2 separate regions of the Nothobranchius furzeri genome follow, and region 2 is linked to region 1. The links are chromatin contacts, called in public Micro-C maps. All regions are on one chromosome and are shown on one strand. Each heading gives the region's core, a stretch centred on a gene start, on an enhancer-like site or on the middle of the called end of the contact. The rest is flanking DNA. Distances are from core to core; before and after follow the strand shown. Region 1 has its middle 5.4 kb from the start of LOC139063432. Region 2 overlaps etv4 (ETS variant transcription factor 4).

Region 1 (2,892 bases), core at 276-2,775:
CTTGATGTGGAGGAGCAGCAGGTCTACTCCGAGGCCCTCCCAGATGACCAAGCTTTTCACCCTTGCTAAGGGAGAGCTCAGCCACCCTGCGGAGAAAACTCATTTCAGCCGCTTGTTTTTGTGATCTCGTTCTTTCGGTCACTACCCAAAGCTCGTGACCATAGGTGAGGGTAGAAACGTAGATCGAACGATAAATCGAGAGCTTCGCCTTAAGACTAATCTCTCTCTTCACCACAACCGACCGGTACAACACCTGCAACGCTGCAGACGCAGCACCAATCCGCCTGTCAATCTTCCGCTCCATCTTTCCCTCACTTGTGAACAAGACCTCAAGACCTACTTAAACTCCTTCACTTGAGGCAGGACTTCTTCCTTGACCTGGAATGAAATGAAAACCAGAATGAACCAAAATGTTAAGACTGCTGTAAGTAGCTCATTAGGGTAACTGTAACAATCATTGGGCCACTGTAGGTCACTATTGCCTCTTTTCCAACAGCACCACTCAGTGAAACTCTGAAGAGTTTGATTCAATTGGACAGCCTTTTCCAACAGAATGTATTGGCTTTTCCCCCAACTTCTCATTACCTGCATCGTTGTGGTTCCGACCTGGGCTGGTCTAAAAATGCAACGGTCAGCAGCTAAATAGCTAGGGGGCTGGAGTCACTGGTTGCACCAGAGCTTTCTGCCTGCTGCCTGCAGCTATTTCTGGTTGCAGATGAAAAGTCAGAGTCTGAGCAGAAGGATCACCACCACCGTTGTTGTGCTGTGTTGTGTTTTTGTGTGCCACACAAATCACTGTGCATTACTTTTGTGTCAAGTAAAGATTGCAAGTGCCGTGGGTGCAGCAGTGAAAAACAAAGTGGGGGAAATCCTAAAATGAACCACATTTTGATGATAAATGACATAATGTTAGCAGTAAAAAGTTGGGAGAGTAATAAGCTCAATAGTGACATCATCACATCAACGTTTTGTGAAATCTGTAAAAATCCTAAAACTTAAACCGTGATTGTATGAAAACAACATCGAAAGGCCAGTTCAGACATAAAAGCTAAAAGTTGTAATGATTTTCTTTAGATAAGTGTAACAGAGATAAAGAGCTTCAAATAGGCTTGGGTCTTCCCACCTGTTCCACAAAAACCCAAATGATGATTGTGGGGAAATCTTTTTCTCTTGAAAAGGCTAAATCCAGCACATTTTAAAGTGACACCATTTATTGGTCATCATAAACTTCAAAGAAGTACAATTAAACAAATAAAATGCCACAGTGAACTGAACTAAAACAAACAGATCCACCTTTTTTAGAACACTTGTTCAAATTTAATTTAAAAGATGATCCTTACATATCTGTCACTAGTGAACAAAACGTCTTCAGAATCCTGTCTGGATCAAGTCTTTCAGCATTTATTTGGTTAATAAATGATTCTCATGGGAAACCTGATCCCAGACTGGATCAAACCGACCGGAACAGCTCCTCCAAACATCGTAAACAAGCACCTGAAAACCCTATTGAGAACAACTCAGGATTATGTAATGATGTGTGTAACTGAATAGGTTCGGGAACATATTTTCACTCAGTCAGACTCACCCATATCACATTCATAACATGACTAAATCTAGCTTTATTGGTTTCAGGAACACATGCAAGACTTATAAATCATGTAAAAGCTGTGTGGCTTTAATCTGAGGTCACAAAACAGTGAAAAATATGAAGTTAAATATGTTTTGGGAATCATCTGGGAGTAAAGCCACGCAGTCATGTTAACATTTAGTTTGATATAGTTTAATTTCACAAACAGGAAAACCAGATTCTCCATAAAATCAGAACACTAATCAGCTGTTTCGGTTTGAGTTTATCTCCTTTTATGTATCAACCACATCTCCCACGAGAAAGCAGAGTGATGGACACCTGATACACCTGGTGTCATCTCTAGAAAATGCTCTTGTATAAGTCTATGACAGGAATGTGTGGGAAACATGCAAACAAAGAACAGAACAACTGGATTACCTGCCAAGAAAGAAGAAAGAGGTTATTAATGAGTTTTGACTCATGGGCTAATAAGAAGCTAAATGTTGGTGTTTGTAAATGGATTTTATTCTTTTCTTTCCCATCGAGCAGCTCAGTGTGAGAGCGCTGCTGTGCATACCTTCCCCAGTGTTGCCAGTAAGGTGATTATGGAGTATCATTTCCTCTAGTTGTTGAAAGCCATTTTCTGGGTCAGTGAACCCCACCAAAGAACTGATTGAGTCTTAAGAAGAGACTCCCTCAAGCATACGTTTGCCCTCCTCGTACCAGCGACAATTCACCAGCAGAGCAACAGCTTCCCTGAAACATCACTGAGAAGATACTGGGAGCTTTGCCCCATGGATATTTTCAAAGTTTGATTTACTATTCTTGATTTAGGTGAAAATGCATCATAATAAAAATGACAAATGATTTTGGTGACTTTGTCAACTACAGAGGAAAATATATTTCCTACCTGTCACAAAACAAAAGTGGTGTGTTTTAGTAAAAAATGTCTTCCCTTGCACCAGCTGCTGATGATCCTAAAATCTATGTTATGCACATCTAGATTGGTGGAGTTATGTTGTTTCCACATCCACAACCATCAGCCTGATCCCAGGTTTTCCTGGATGGAACACCAAATGTTTCCTCAGCATTTACCCACATATATATAGCCTGCATAAGTAAAAATGTACCCTAGGTAGGCAAGTAACACATTTGAGATTACTTTGAACTTTCAGGGTGGAGATTGGGGCATAAAACAATTTCCCTGTTTTATTTTACAGCCTCCTCCTTGAACCGTCACCTTATCGTGGTGGAGTTTGAGTGCCCAAATGATCCTAGGAGCTATGTCATCTGGGGCACTTTGTGCCCCTAGTAGGGTCTCCCAT
Region 2 (2,892 bases), core at 216-2,715, 73 kb after region 1:
ACCAGCCCACATGATGGTCAAACAGGAGCCCACAGACTACACCTATGAACCTGGTGAGTGAGACCAACTGACTGCTGTAACAGAATGAGAGCACACTTACCTCCTGCAACATTATCTTTAAAAAACACCATTAAACCACTTCATAAGGAGACTTTTTTTCTAAACGATTAAAGTTCACTGAGGAGGCCATTTAAATTATTTTTTAAATATGATCAGTTACCCTGAGTTCAACATGCAGGCTGAATGGGAAAATAGTCTACCACTACTTCCTAGCCGCCAATAGAAAATAGACGAGAAAACCATCAGATTAGAAAAGCAAGACAGATCTACGCCACACTGAAAATTAGCTTTCATGGGCTCATCCATCTTGACTCAAAATGGGGAAGGATGTTGTTGGTTTAGGGTCCAGGAAACAGCAGAACACATCTTGGCCGTTTCTCAATACTCAAGGACACTAGGACGTTCTTGTGTACTAGACAAGTTTGTTCTTGGCAAGGATACCTGAAAGTCTGTTCTACCGAGTACGGGAGGATGAGGACGGCATTTGGAACAGAACTGTACTTCATTGTGTCCTAGCAACAATCGCTGCTTCTTGCTACAGTTAAAAATACAACCCGACATTAAAATAAAAGTGCAGTTTGTTCCTTAAATAACAAAATAACAACAAAAACATATTATTTGTATTATATTTGGCTCACTTTTGATCAAAACTATTAAAATACCAGCATTTCTCGCTCTGTAATGAATATAAACAGTTTATTTTTCATCAGAACAAACCTACGCTGCTTTTATTTTGATAGTGAGCTAGCTAATTAGCATTTTTAGGGATCGTGAAGAGTAAAACTCAAACACTCACTGCAAAATTTACAGTTTACATACATTTATTTACAATAACGGACACCTTTATTTTGTTTTATATTTCTAATAGAAAACATTGCAGGTATTAGCTTCTGACGTTCGGAGTGTAATGGTTTGCGATACAATGCGTTGTGGGAAACTTTGCTTTCCATGCGCCAATAAGTTATTTTCTGATCCCGTTTGAAATGGGCCATGGATTTCACATATGATGTCAGTGACATTTAAAGACATTCTGATGCCAAGAAAGTGCTTCTGTTCAACAGGTAGTAAAAACTACTTTAGGATTTTGTGTGAAAAGACGTAGTGGACTACAACTGCTCATCTCTACACCATCAAACCAGACACAAAGAACAAGAAGTGTTTCTATGAAACTGTTCCTTTAAAGAAGGTCGTTGTAGTGAGCGAGGGTAACAGCAGAACAAAATGTCCAAAAGGCACACAAACTTATTCGCTGCACTGGCTGCCTAAAACCCCTCCTTTCAACTCCCTGACACTTTGCAGCAAAAAGAAAAAAACTTTTTTTTTACAGTTATACTCCTCCCTCGCTCTCTGTGAGAGACAGGCAGAGGAATTTCATTGAGAAAATGGAGGGCACTGGAAAGACTAGAGTCCCTGGTGGAGTGCGGCGGGGTTTCAGGTTGCACCAGCGGCTTCCTTTTTCTGCAGGCAGATGAACTCATAATGGAAAAATGAGTGTGGCCACGGTAACTCGAGCCGCTCACTGGCTAGGCTGTAGGAGGGGGTGCTGGGGGGTGTAACGGGTGGGGTAGCCAGCTCAGGCACTTCAACAACAAGCTTTACAAGCAGAGAGCAAAGAAACCAGCTCCTCTTCTTGCTTCTTTCTAAGAAGTCCAACACTGCGCACGTTCTGCCCTCATTCACCGACATTAAAGATGCTCCTTCGGCTGGGACCTGGACATCAGAGGATGGATGCAAAACAAGCCCTCCTCTGATGAAACCAGGATGTTCCATGCAAATTTAAAGCCGTTTCGTTTCACCCAGTGTTATTATAACAACGCTGACAGCAAATCACACAATCTTCAAAAGGAGGGGGGGGGGGTGCGTCCAAGAGGATGTGACCCTTTTGGAGTGTATCTGATACGATGCAGGATTCAGTGTTAGATCTACAGACTTCTGGTTTAAAAGCTGGTTTCGCTTTTTAAAAAGTTCCTTAATGTGTCCAACTTTGAATCGTTTCAGCTGCCATTTCATCTTTAATGTGTCCGTTTTAACACAATTTTATTCAAAGCTGCTCTAAACGGATGTACTTTTAGACCGTAGTGATCAGTAGACATTTCGTTTTGGCTACAGTTATGGTACAAAAATCTATGTTTAAGTTGTTGGGGTTTTTTGCCTCCTAAAGGCAAAAGGTGAGAGCTAATGTTTTTGCCTGTAAATAAACAACTTTTGTCACTTTTAGAGGTGGAACAGAAGATGTTGTCCTTGCTATTCAAGAAATTTAGTTTTTAAATGTACAAAACAGTTCAACACCCTTACTTCAGGTGACCCATCCCCACAGCTGTGTCTCCAGAGTCAAGAAACGCACAACGCTCGTTCCAGAGGGTGCAGTTTTACGTTTTCAACATGTTGTTGTCACCTTCGTAGGTGTATTCATCGTATAACAACTTGATATGCTAGCTAATACAGCGAGGTGTCTTTATGGTGAAAATTGAAGCTGTTTTTAGCTTTCTTGGTTTATTAAAAATAACAGCAACTCAGTGTCACCAACAATCTGGGAAAACCACACACACACACACACGCACGCACGCACATACACACAGATGCTGCTTTAGCAAATTTTTTCAAAAGCTGAAAAGATTTTTTTCATGCTTCTGCATTCTAACATAGTATAGCTATAAATATATTCTGGAGATTTTAAAAATTAAATAAACAAAGTGGTTCTCTTGCATTTGTCCAAAAATCTCCTCCAAAACCCCATTTTGGACCAAAAGCAACTATTGAACCATTCAGTTGTCGGTCTCGCTGAGTCGCCACACTTCTGCACTTGCCTGGGTCCTCCATTCATCACACACT

What was found. A called contact is a pair of places that touch in the nucleus more often than the background predicts.
Region 2: a contact with region 1 is called in a Micro-C map of tail fin, with 6 times the contacts expected there. The contact joins two enhancer-like sites. A contact is called at or near these places in 2 of 2 Hi-C or Micro-C datasets (skeletal muscle and tail fin).

Annotation. Positions count from the first base shown.
Region 1 is chr16:48,875,441-48,878,332 of NfurGRZ-RIMD1, forward strand. No RefSeq gene overlaps it. Among protein-coding and RNA genes, the nearest start is that of LOC139063432, 5.4 kb to the right of the region's middle. Within about 2 kb of position 1,526, at least 1 of the 3 cell types and tissues checked has an H3K27ac peak or open chromatin away from gene starts, as enhancers often do. A contact at or near this core is called in tail fin, where this site is marked.
Region 2 is chr16:48,948,631-48,951,522 of NfurGRZ-RIMD1, forward strand. It overlaps etv4 (ETS variant transcription factor 4), which reads left to right. Exons shown (of 13, transcript XM_054749370.2): 8 at 1-53. Among protein-coding and RNA genes, the nearest start is that of dhx8, 28 kb to the right of the region's middle. Within about 2 kb of position 1,466, at least 2 of the 3 cell types and tissues checked have an H3K27ac peak or open chromatin away from gene starts, as enhancers often do. A contact at or near this core is called in tail fin, where this site is marked.